2 separate regions of the Arabidopsis thaliana genome follow, and region 2 is linked to region 1. Evidence: chromatin contacts called from public ChIA-PET data. All regions are on one chromosome and are shown on one strand. The core of a region is the stretch at or near the end of the contact, and the rest is flanking DNA. Distances in the headings are between cores, read along the strand shown. Region 1 holds the start of CAF1b (Polynucleotidyl transferase, ribonuclease H-like superfamily protein). Region 2 holds the start of VAMP714 (vesicle-associated membrane protein 714).

What was found. ChIA-PET counts read pairs in DNA pulled down with a chosen protein or histone mark.
Region 2: an H3K4me3 ChIA-PET map of shoot shows a contact between it and region 1, with 10 read pairs. The contact joins the promoter of VAMP714 here to the promoter of CAF1b in region 1. A contact is called at or near these places in 2 of 26 Hi-C or Micro-C datasets (callus and vegetative nucleus) and 1 of 2 datasets of contacts at active chromatin or transcription factors (shoot).

Annotation. Positions count from the first base shown.
Region 1 is chr5:7,362,836-7,369,064 of TAIR10.1, reverse strand. CAF1b (Polynucleotidyl transferase, ribonuclease H-like superfamily protein) reads left to right here and starts at 2,266. Exons shown (of 1, transcript NM_122130.4): 1 at 2,266-3,588. The coding sequence starts at 2,624. The coding sequence ends at 3,460. It overlaps MS1 (RING/FYVE/PHD zinc finger superfamily protein), which reads left to right. Exons shown (of 3, transcript NM_122131.2): 3 at 1-1,430. The coding sequence ends at 1,358. E2F1 (E2F transcription factor 1) reads right to left here. Exons shown (of 14, transcript NM_122128.3): 8 at 6,193-6,229; 9 at 6,067-6,115; 10 at 5,914-5,979; 11 at 5,760-5,833; 12 at 5,404-5,674; 13 at 5,204-5,273; 14 at 4,560-5,087. The coding sequence ends at 4,945. It overlaps OFP10 (Ovate family protein), which reads right to left and starts at 4,376. Exons shown (of 1, transcript NM_122129.2): 1 at 3,639-4,376. The coding sequence starts at 4,376. The coding sequence ends at 3,786.
Region 2 is chr5:7,402,547-7,408,775 of TAIR10.1, reverse strand. It overlaps VAMP714 (vesicle-associated membrane protein 714), which reads left to right and starts at 2,893. Exons shown (of 4, transcript NM_122141.5): 1 at 2,893-3,341; 2 at 3,449-3,639; 3 at 3,808-3,971; 4 at 4,307-4,772. The coding sequence starts at 3,122. The coding sequence ends at 4,397. QQT1 (P-loop containing nucleoside triphosphate hydrolases superfamily protein) reads right to left here and starts at 2,746. Exons shown (of 11, transcript NM_122142.4): 1 at 2,579-2,746; 2 at 2,098-2,193; 3 at 1,746-1,790; 4 at 1,591-1,670; 5 at 1,426-1,500; 6 at 1,233-1,336; 7 at 989-1,145; 8 at 809-896; 9 at 637-709; 10 at 429-559; 11 at 24-318. The coding sequence starts at 2,189. The coding sequence ends at 267. AT5G22355 (Cysteine/Histidine-rich C1 domain family protein) reads right to left here. Exons shown (of 1, transcript NM_147903.3): 1 at 4,804-6,229. The coding sequence ends at 5,020. NAC090 (NAC domain containing protein 90) reads left to right here. Exons shown (of 3, transcript NM_122143.3): 3 at 1-17.

The DNA.
Region 1 (6,229 bases), core at 1,017-3,516:
CAAAAGGAGAGCCATGGTTCGGTCGTTGGGGCTACCGGTTCGGGTCAGGGACATACGGAGTGACTCAAAAGATTTACGAGAAGGCACTTGAGTCGGTCCGTAACATACCCTTGTGCTTGCTTAACCATCACCTAACCAGCCTTAACCGAGAAACTCCAATCCTCTTGTCAAAGTACCAAAGTTTATCCACCGAGCCATTGATCACTCTCAGTGACCTCTTCAGGTTCATGCTTCATCTCCATTCACGTCTTCCAAGAGATAACTACATGAGTAACTCCCGAAACCAAATCATCTCCATTGATAGTACCAACTGCAGATGGTCTCAAAAACGGATCCAAATGGCTATCAAAGTGGTCATAGAGTCACTGAAAAGAGTCGAATACCGATGGATATCGAGACAAGAAGTGAGGGATGCAGCTAGAAATTACATTGGGGACACTGGTTTGCTTGATTTTGTGTTGAAGTCGCTTGGGAACCAGGTGGTTGGAAACTATTTGGTCCGACGTAGTCTAAATCCGGTGAAGAAAGTGCTAGAGTATTCCTTGGAGGATATATCAAATTTGTTACCAAGTAGTAACAATGAACTCATAACCCTTCAAAACCAAAACTCAATGGGGAAGATGGCGACAAACGGTCACAATAAGATCACAAGAGGTCAAGTTATGAAAGACATGTTTTATTTTTACAAACACATTCTCATGGACTACAAGGGAGTGTTAGGCCCCATAGGAGGTATATTGAACCAAATCGGAATGGCTTCAAGAGCAATCCTCGACGCTAAGTACTTCATCAAAGAGTATCACTACATTAGAGATACATCGGCGAAAACGTTACACTTAGATCGAGGGGAAGAATTAGGAATATTCTGCACGATCGCGTGGAAATGTCATCATCATAACAACGAGATAAAAGTTCCTCCACAAGAATGCATTGTAGTGAAGAAAGATGCAACATTGAGTGAAGTGTACGGAGAGGCAGAAAGAGTGTTTAGAGATATCTATTGGGAACTAAGAGACGTCGTGGTGGAGTCAGTGGTGGGTGGTCAAATAGAGATCACAAGGGTCGATGAAATGGCCTTGAATGGGAATAAGGGATTGGTGTTAGAAGGGAACGTAGGAATGATGATGAACATTGAAGTGACGAAATGTTATGAAGATGATGATAAAAAGAAGGATAAGAGAATAGAGTGTGAGTGTGGAGCAACGGAAGAAGATGGAGAGAGAATGGTGTGTTGTGATATTTGTGAAGTATGGCAACACACAAGGTGTGTTGGTGTTCAACACAATGAGGAAGTGCCTCGCATTTTTCTTTGTCAAAGTTGTGATCAACATCTTATTCCTCTCTCTTTTTTACCCTAAATCATTCATGTTATATTAAACCTTCTTTTTTTCTATCATTACGTCATAATACATAAATTATACTCCTCGATCAACGTGAATTCTAATGATCCCTCCTGCGTCTATATCACCAACATGTTGAATCACAAAGTCATATCCTTGCCTCCTCTGGAGCCTGACTGTTCTAATAATATCATTATCAACATGTCGCTCTCCTCTTCCCCTGATGACTCATGTGACGTCATCTACTCCAACCGTGATTCCAAGTTTTACTTGACAACAACCTTAAGGCTTGTCTCCAAGAAAAGGCAGTTAAATTTTAACAGAAAATAATTCACAACACAAGGCGGAGAAAGAAGTGTGTAGTGTTTTAAATAATTTAGGCTTACAATTGATGCAAAAACAAAATTACAAACAAAAGAAGGTTTACATAATTTAAATAATTTAGTTTTACAATTGATGCATTTGGAATTAATAAATTATTTCTTCATTAACATGGAACAATATCAAGTTATTGCAAACAAAGGAAATGAAAGAAAAACAGTCATGTGTTTAACAACTCTGTTCAAGGTCAACGTCCTAAAAAGTTTCTTATTATATTGACTGAAGATGGAAAACTCCACGGACTATCTACGTTTGTGATATTGTTTCTAGAAATTGGGACTTACATCCAAATCTGGAAGAACAATCTTCTAAACACTACCAACAAAGTCATGAGATTCGATGAGTAAACTAGGGAACAATGAAAACTGAAAAGGGCTCAACCTAGGCTTCGCTGTTGCTACAATTTCGTGAAAACATTAAAGCACAATCAGATACGTGTAGACATCATCATAATCTAATGATTCAACCCTTTAATGCGTTTTTAGTGCGTCGTTACATATTCAGTGTTTATTGGTAATATAGCAATATTCCTGATAAAGTTCATTGGTCGTAAGTCGTAACGTTTACATGTTTTATTCAACTCTTAAAAACCAATAGAAAATCTTAATGTACTTGGCCTTCTTATTCTTGTCGGCTTAATGTACTTACTTAAATACAACGACTTGAATTGCAATAATTCGATACACGAAGGAGAAGCCAACTTAGACTAAGTCAAGAAACACATTGAATCATAAACGTGCGCGTTTCTCACACTTCTTCTCCTCTCCTTCCTCGTAAACACTCTCTTACTCACATTCATATATATAACTAAACCTTGCAGATTAACCAAATCAACAAAAAAAAACAGACTTTTGATAAATTCACAACGAAGAAGAAGACCTAAAAGATCGGGACTTGAAACTATGATCAAATCAGAAGCAGATCTCTCCGATGTGATCGTGATTCGTGACGTTTGGGCTTATAATCTCGAGTCAGAGTTTGACCTAATCAGAGGAATCGTCGAAGATTACCCATTCATCTCAATGGATACAGAATTTCCCGGCGTGATTTACAAGGCGGATCTCGACGTTCTCCGCCGTGGAAACCCTAATTATCTCTACAATCTTCTCAAATCCAACGTTGACGCTTTAAGTTTGATCCAAGTCGGTCTTACTCTCTCCGACGCCGACGGAAACCTCCCAGATCTCGGCGGTCAAAAAAACCGTCGATACATCTGGGAATTCAATTTCCGTGACTTCGACGTGGAGCGTGATCCACACGCTCCTGATTCGATCGAGCTACTCCGTCGTCACGGGATCGATTTCGAGCGGAACCGTCGCGAAGGTGTTGAATCGGAGAGGTTCGCGGAGCTGATGATGTCATCGGGGTTGATCTGTAACGAGTCTGTGAGCTGGGTGACGTTTCACAGCGCGTATGATTTTGGTTACCTTGTGAAGATTCTCACGCGCCGGCAGCTTCCGGTGGCGTTGCGTGAGTTTTTAGGGTTGCTTAGAGCTTTCTTCGGTGATAGGGTTTATGATGTGAAACATATTATGAGGTTTTGTGAGCAGAGATTGTATGGTGGTTTGGACCGGGTTGCTCGGTCTCTTGAAGTTAACCGGGCGGTTGGGAAATGTCATCAAGCCGGTTCGGATAGTTTGCTGACGTGGCAGGCGTTTCAGAGGATGAGGGATTTGTATTTCGTTGAGGATGGGGCGGAGAAACACGCCGGAGTTTTGTATGGTTTAGAGGTTTTTTGAGGGATTTATAATTAATTAATTTAATTAATCTTTGTTAATCATTTATACAGTCGAAATCGAAATTATCTTATTCATCTCTCGTTTTAACCAAATCCAAAAACCAAAACGAAATAACTCAATTTGGTTTTGTTTAACCAATTTACACTTCAAAACTTTTTGTGCAGTAAAATATTATCGTTACGTTAGAGCTAGGCTTTGAGGTATAACTTTGATTTTTGTTGGTGTTGTTTAATAGTTTACATCTAGTCATGGAATCATAAATTGAAATTATTCACAATATTGTAACATCTATATATAGAGAGAGATATGAGGAGGATTTAGTTCCTCATTTTGAAGAAGTTTGGTGTGAGTCATCATCATTGTTATCAAGAGGATTGTTAACATATAGACGAAGCAATCTCCCAAGTGACTTCCCACGTCGGTCGTGTGGTGGTTGGAGATGTGAACAGACGTCGACAAAAGCACGGACGATGAGATTGTGTTGAGGAGAAGGGTTTATGTCCAAGAAACACCTTAGAAGCTCCTTAAGTTCACTTTCCGTCTCGATATATCTCTCTTCGATCATCTGATTCATCGACTTCTTGTAATCTTCGAACGGATTGATTGATTCTTTAGCCATCGCGACGCTCTCATCGATCTTAGGACATGGGCTGCGTAAAACCGTGGGAGAAACCGGTGGTCCCGGGGTGTAGTGGCTGTGAGAGGAAGGTGGAACGGTAGAGCCGCAACCGCATGCCATAAAAATGGGTTTGAATATGGTTTTGAGTATATACTTCATCATCTTCTTGAAAGACATTTTTTTTTTTACTAGAGGAAGAGAAAACAAGTTGAGATTATTGAGTGAGGATGTTGGTGTGGGAAAGTTTGTTAAAAGAGGAACCTTTTTTTCATTTAACTTAGCTTGGAGATTCAGCATTGCTCATTGCTTTGGAGATGCACAATTTTGATGGATTTCTTTTTTAAGGAAAATAATACCATCTTGAGGTGAATTCAAAGTTATATATGATATCATTTGTAAGAAACTATCTCGAGTGATATCAAAGGATTGGACATAGAAACCGATTTGAACCAAAAAGAAATCTCTCAAACCACAACCGAACCAATATGTTTTCGTCAAGATTTTTGATGAACGGAAATATGTTTTAGTTTCGATCTGGTTACCTTTTTGGTAAACCGGAAATGGAGCATGTAAAACTACTAAGCACCCGTCTACAACTCTAAAAGGTTTTGCAGTTTCACATGAACAAGACCAATATTAAGAAATCAATGGGCTAAGGCTAATTCTATATTAAGCCTGAGAAGCTAACAAAGAAAAAAAATGAAGAATACAACGAAGGGGTTGGTTTCTCTACTTTTATTTTGCAATCTCTATTCTATGATAATGCAATGCAGCTACTGTACAAGTACAACATTAACTCTGGTTTCACCGAAATCAGATTCTATGTACAGATATATGGTGGTGCTTGTAATGTGGTATGGTAACTTCAGCTACCTGTAGGTGATCTCGTAGCAGTGGATTCTTCTGGTGTTGGGCTCGATGGAGTTTGTGGCTGCTCCAAGATTTTGTTGTCGCTCGGTCCAGCGTGGTCTTGATCAAATGTAATCATCTGGTTCCAGTCTGGTCCAGCTAATGATGAAAGAGTCAAGGAGCTCTAAACAGATATCATATTTGGGGAGGAAAAAACTCAAAAGCTCAAAGAGAGATTAGATTAAATCACAGAAAGTGATAGAAATCAAGGATACATTCATCTGGCCACATGTCTGTGATGCTGACTTCGCCTACCTCTGATCGAAACCAGTAATCTACACCCATCTGTATATAATGTAACATACAGGTAAATATGAATTAAGTCAAGCATGATTTTTTAGATATGGTTACTTTTCCAGACTGTGATTATGTACATTGGTGAAAATTTTAAGCTGAGGAAGCAGTTGGGACTTACATCCAAATCTGGAGGAACAATCTTCATGATACCATCGACAAAGTCATGAGATTCGATGTCAGAGTAAACTCTTTGCGTATCATCAACTTCCTGTGTTTCCATGTTTCTTTCGGTGCTTTCCTCTTTCATCGGCATAGATACATCATGGTTCTCAGGGAGACCAGATGTTGATGGAAGATTTGAAGGTACATCAGGGACATTAGAGGGTTCATCAGGAACATTTGAAGGTTCATCAGCCTGAGGAATGTCCTCAAAGCTCTCTTCGAATTGACTAAAAAAGCACAATATAAATGTCAGTCTCACTTCCATGTTACAGATTTATCCAGGGCAAGCATAACGTTTGAGGACAGTGTTACCTGACTAGGTACACGTCTATTGGTCCCATTGTGCTTCTCAGAATGATTCTGTACCTCCTCTGATAACCACCAGCCTGATTAATGGCAGGATAAGAGGTGAGAATCGTTACAGACAGTGCATCGCTCATTTGGTTTTGTGCGCTCTTAAGCTTACCTCATCAGGATCTGGAACCTCAAGAGTTGTTCCATGCGGTGCCTTTACAGCTATCAGCGTCTTATTCTAAAATAGGCACCACAAAAACATGTTTCCCCAGTGAGAAGAATGCAAGGCAAAGAGAAACACGTAATTACTAGAAGGAGACCAGACCTGGAAGCATGGTAGGTTCTTAATGTCGTTTTCAGTGACGAACAGTAACCTAAAAAGTGGAGCGTCAGAACAAACAGATATGTTTTATTGTACCTTTCGGCAGAAGAAATAGCAGGGGACGCTTACCTTTTGTTGTTTTCATCCTCACTCAAGCTTGTTAATC
Region 2 (6,229 bases), core at 1,644-4,143, 39 kb before region 1:
TTGAGATGTTTTCTAGAGAATGTTGGAGTCATGGGCACGTGTGATTCAGAAACTCAAAAGTCTAAAGACAAAATTTGGCAGAAAGTTAGTCGTCTGGAAAATTAGCATAATCCAGTGAACCAAACCAGGAAGTTGTGTAAATCAATGTTGTTTAGACTTAAACCGAACTCAAAAATACACAAAAAGGTTCATACAAACCGTCAAATGGTTTGGTTCAGAGATATTTTAAACCAGCTCTCTTCTATATAAAGTTTCAAGCACTGTTCTCAGTCTTGTATTTCCTCATCTTCCATGTACTTCTCCTGTACAGCTGCGACTGTGAAGACTATCGTCAAAGAAACAATTCTTTTGTAGTAGACGTAAAACTAAACTCAAGAGTTATTGAGAGAAGTAATGGTTAAGAAATCCAAAATGCTAAAAAAGGATATCTGTTATAATCCCAATCAGTTTGACCAATTGCAATCTTGCTGTATTCAACCACACTTGCATCAATGCCGGCAAATATGTATCCATTGCTCTTGTCGATGAGCTTTACTAGATCCCCAACACTTTCTTTATCCTGAAAACAAAAAAGAAAATTGCGAAAAGATGCTTGTACAGAGAGAAAGAGAGAGAGAGGTAAAGGAAATCGCAAACCTGAATATCCAAGGTTGTAAAATTAACAAGACTGTAATCTTCAATGACACTACATAGCTCTTTTGTTAGTTTTCTGCAATGAGAAACATCAAGCTCATGAGATATTGAGCATGCTTCTAAATGGATAATTATTAACCGTTCAATGTGTATTCAGATGATGTTTACATCGAACCTGTACTTAGCAGAGCGAGGATCTTGACTAAGATGGTGCTCCAAGTATGACAAGTCTTGAACATCGGTATAGAAATCTAAATTGAAAGCTACATGCACAGAGATCCTAGTTAGTGAGTCCACAGTATACATTTGAAAATTCGATGTTATGAGAACAAAACCATAGATAGATTATTAATACCTAGCTTCCCGTAGCTTCCAATCAGATCGATTTTAGACAATACATTGACATGTGGGAGTTCCATGTGAAGCATTGTGGATAAGGAGAGAAGTAGCGAACTTACGTAGTTCCCGGGATCACAACATAGATGGGAATCAATTAGTTGCACAGCAGTTAACTGCAGAACAAAGAAATTCATCAGATATGTAGACTCCTAAGTAAGGTTCATTTAGCAAGTTAGTAATAAGTGAAGTAAAGCACATACTCTAAGGTTCAATGATTTAATCAGCTTCGTGAGAACATTCTTGGTACTGTCATGAATGAAGAACAATTCCACTTGGCCAGGAAAATCAAAGAGAATGTAATGATCTGCAAACAATTCAAAACGTTTTACTTTAAGAAAGAGATATTATGACCACGAAAAGAAGAAGAAGAAGAAGGGACATATCGTTGCTAACCCTTCAGAAGAGGCTTTAGTTTAGATTCCAGCCAGTCAATGTTTTTCTCCAAGTACTCCATACAATATACAAGACCTGTCACATTAGAAAGTTTCTTTGTTAATTTGACCAAAGATTAAAATCAAAAGTAAGAAGAAAAGGGAAAATCAAGATGGCAAAATTCACCTCCATTAGGACCAAGCGAGTGTTCCGACATAACATCTTCTAACTTGATCAATTCTTCTATATTCACACCACACTCATAACTAAAATCAATGTCAAGAAACAACATACACCTGCAATTTTTAACAATTTTGTTGTATTTGGCTTGAAAAGGATACGGTAATGCATCATTTGCAGGATCCAGATTAACAATAGCAACCTTCCTGCAACAACAACAAAATAGTAACTCAACGTTAAGAGAATTTACTTACAGAGAAGTTCTCACGAATCTGCAAATCTCTCTACCAAAAACAAAGACAAGGCAACAACATTTCACAATGACTCTGCTCAAAAGTCAGACAATTCAAATTTCTGGAATTCAACACTATTATTTACTAAAGTTTGCAACTTGTAAACTTTACAATGCGAGGGACAGCGAAACAATCAATACAAACAGAATTACAGATACAAAAGCCAAGTAAGCTTCATTCTTTGATCCAAAAAGAGAAGAGAAGAGAAAGAACATGAAACCTGCCCATTAGAGAGAGGAACTGAGACATTCCATTGCAATAAGTGGTCTTTCCCGATCCTGGAGGACCTATTACTACTTGTCCAAACACCATGCTTCTGAAGACGAAGAAGAAGATTGATACCAATCGGAGTCAAACACGTTGTATAATATCAGAGCCAGTCAGACAAAAAAACACAGTAATTGCAAAGCAAAATCATCTAATCATCAAACTAACATAACATGAATATTCAATAGAGAACATCAAAACCCTTCTAAACACTGAGCTCGTAGCACAATAGAAATCGGAAATGTCATTTGTTCGTCGGACACAGAATACAAACACAATCCTCCAATATTATTAACCCAATTCCTAAACCTCGTTTATAATACAACAAACAATTCACTGGAGAAAGAGAAGCAGAGAAACAATTTGCTTCAAGAGCATATTCATTATATCAGAAGCAACTGGAGACACAGAAGAAAATAAATAGAGAAGCTCGCCTGTGTAGTTAGCCGGAGAGAGAAGCAATGACAGGTCTGTTTGCCGGAGCAAGAGAAACTCGCAGCCGGAGACTCGTCGAAGACTCGATTCAAGGCGAAGTAAGCTCGCCGAAGACTCGATCGGTATATTTAAATTAGGGCTTTAATTTTAATTCGGTTTATTCGTGCTATACTCGAACCGAACCGGATAATCGAAATTAAAAAGAAGGAAACGATCAAGTTATTATTGGAGTATCCGAACCCAAACCGAAAAGTGAATTTCGGGTCGGTTTGTTTTCGGATAAGTTACCAAGGCCTAATAAATTGGTAAACCGTAAACCGATGCATCAGGGTTTAAAATGTAACAAAATAATATTTTAGGTGACAATTAAAAACGTAACAATAAAACAAGGGGTTATATTCGAAACGTTTGCACCTAACCTTATAACTTCGCATTTTTATACTCTGTTCTGATCGCAGCAAAGCCGACGTTGAACTTTCTCGCCGCCGGAGCGCGTGATCTCCACTCTCTGTCATCGAATCACTCTAATTGAAGATTCTCCGATGGCGATTGTCTATGCTGTTGTAGCGAGAGGTACCGTGGTATTAGCTGAATTCAGCGCCGTTACGGGAAACACAGGCGCCGTGGTGCGACGGATCCTCGAGAAGCTTTCACCGGAAATCTCCGATGAAAGACTTTGTTTCTCTCAAGATCGTTATATCTTCCATATTCTTAGATCTGATGGTCTTACCTTTCTCTGTATGGCCAATGATACCTTTGGAAGTAAGTATTTTTCACTTTCTCCGAATCGTAATCTCTCTTAAGAAGATTTAGTCTTTGTAATTGATTCTGAGTTTTATGTTTTGATGTGTTGGTGATTGGATTTTCAGGGAGGGTTCCATTTTCGTATTTGGAAGAGATTCATATGAGATTCATGAAAAACTATGGCAAAGTGGCTCATAATGCTCCAGCTTATGCAATGAATGATGAATTCTCAAGGGTTTTGCATCAGCAGATGGAGTTCTTCTCTAGTAATCCTAGTGTTGATACTCTCAATCGTGTTAGAGGAGAAGTCAGTGAGGTATAATTGTTTCTTCGTATGATCTCTAGATATTACTCAGCTATATCCATTGAAAAGGTTGAATTTTTATGAGTTATTACGCCTTCTTGGCTCACACAGGCTTCTTTAAATCTGTCTTGGGTGAAAGATGAAGTTTGTTATCTCATTGTTGTGTTATCGTGTTTACAGATTCGATCGGTCATGGTAGAGAACATTGAGAAGATAATGGAAAGAGGTGATAGGATTGAGCTTCTTGTTGATAAAACAGCAACAATGCAAGATAGCTCGTTTCACTTCAGGAAGCAATCTAAGCGCCTTCGCCGAGCTCTTTGGATGAAAAATGCTAAGCTCCTGTAAGGATCTCTCTCACTTCTAGATTCTCTTCATTCCTTTTCTTTGCTAACTAAGAGATACGCTCTTCTACATTCTAGGTGTTTCAACTCGCCTTTGCAGCATAGTTTATTGATATGTTTCTTAAACTAGAGATACAGTAGTTCTAAGATTCAACATTATTTTCGATTTTGGGAAATTCTCCTCGACAAAATATCTAATTTTTGGCTGATAGGAACTACACTGCCTTGATTCCACCTCTGCTTAAAGAAATTTCATTATTGTTTTGTTTTGATGCTTGAGTTCCAGATCACTTTTATTAATCAACAAAACTGCTTTTCTTGTTTGTGTTCGGCAGGGTCTTGTTGACATGCTTGATAGTTTTCTTGCTGTACATAATAATCGCATCTTTCTGCGGAGGAATCACTTTACCATCATGCAGATCTTAAAATCTGGCGGCCTTATCTAAGGTATACTGAAACGGACCACTGTTTTTGTAAATCAACTCAGTCGCATCATTTCGATTTGAAGCCTTGGTTTTGTCATGAAAATGACTGTGAGTTTGAAGTTACATGTCATGGTCCTCCTTGCTTATGTAACTCTTGTAAATGTCAAAATCAAAATGATACAGAGGTTCATTGAACTCTTGCCTTGTCTTTTAGATTTAGTCACGTGAGTGAGTTTGTTCTCTGTATTTCCAAAACTTTATCCGCTGTGTCTTTATAATTTTTGCATTTGCAATGTACATCACATATTCGTTATTTTTGTTGTTAAAATTACTTCAGTTTTCATCTTTGTTTAATAACATTTCTGATTCACAAATATCTGTTTCCATCATTTCTGTCTATGTTTTCATTAACTAAATCATATTAGTTGCTACTACCTTTTTAGCAAGTTTGTCATAACTTGTTACGACTTTATATATGTCATCGATACAGTTTAATCCTGCCTGTACTGATGAACACAGTATGAATATAACCAGAATGCTTAGCACTTGTAGTTGGAAATAAACTCTTACATCCAAAAAATTACGAGAAACAATAGAGTGAAATAAACAGCTACATAGTTGTCTTAGCTGTATTGATAGTCGGGCACTACACATGCATCGGAACAAATGTATCCAGTATATGGATCACAAAGCTTTAGAATGATAGGAGCTCTGCATCTGGAGTGACATTTTGCACAGAAGGGGCGAGAACTATAGCTGTTAAGAACCACTTCAACTCTAACATTATTGTAGTTGATGATGCGTCCTGGCATGAGACGTGAAAAGTCTCCAAGCACACATTCAATATGTGCAGTAACCACACATTTAGAGCAAGTGTAGAACCACTTACTTGGATCTGTTTCCGCCTCGCAAATATCACACCAATATTTTCCGGTTGCATTTTCGCCATAGCATAGGGAAAGAGGATGATTGTCGCAGCTGTGCTTTACCGTTTTTGGTAAATCAGTACAGTGTAAATCCAGATCAAAGTCACAAGTGTCACAGGAAAGCAGATAACCATCTATCTCTTTATAACATGCATCACAACAGTGATCTTTCTTATGTTCGTAATATAGAGGATGTCTGTGACCATCATGAATGACCGGTTCAGAACGCGAACCACAACGTACATCTAGAACCCACCAATCAGAAACGTACCTGAAACCAGTAGACTTCGTTCTACAAGCATAGCAGCGAAAGACATCGTAGAATCTAAAATCTTTGCTATGGAATGTACGAGGTGGTCTGGACCATAGTGTGAATGGTTTTGTGTGGAATACATGTCGTTTCTTTTTTGGATGATTAGCGCATTTCTCATGGAGAATGAAACGACATTCCTCACAGTTGTAGATCGGATCGGAATAGATAGGAAGGACGCATGCTTCACAACGTGAGCCTTCGTCACGATTGATATTGTCCTTGTTGAGTCTTAGATTATGTTCTTCATGACTGAAATGCTTGATCAAGTTATCACCCACCACTTTGAACGGCACAATATCTTCGTCATCATCATCTGGTGTCCCTTCGAGTTCTACCCCATCCCATACGTCTTTTCTTGTTGCACATAGTGAATGAGCTGCATAGTTCGGGCAACGAGGGCATAAATAAGCCCCATGGTATTGACTTATATCTTTGCGACAAATACCGCATCTCGAGTACCCAACACCGAGATGATGGGTGAAAGAGATGCGATGATCGTGACGGTTGATGTTTATGACACGTGGTAAGTCAATACAAGTTCTATGGACAACAAACCCGCATTGAACACACATGTAAGGACTTCGATCACCTTGC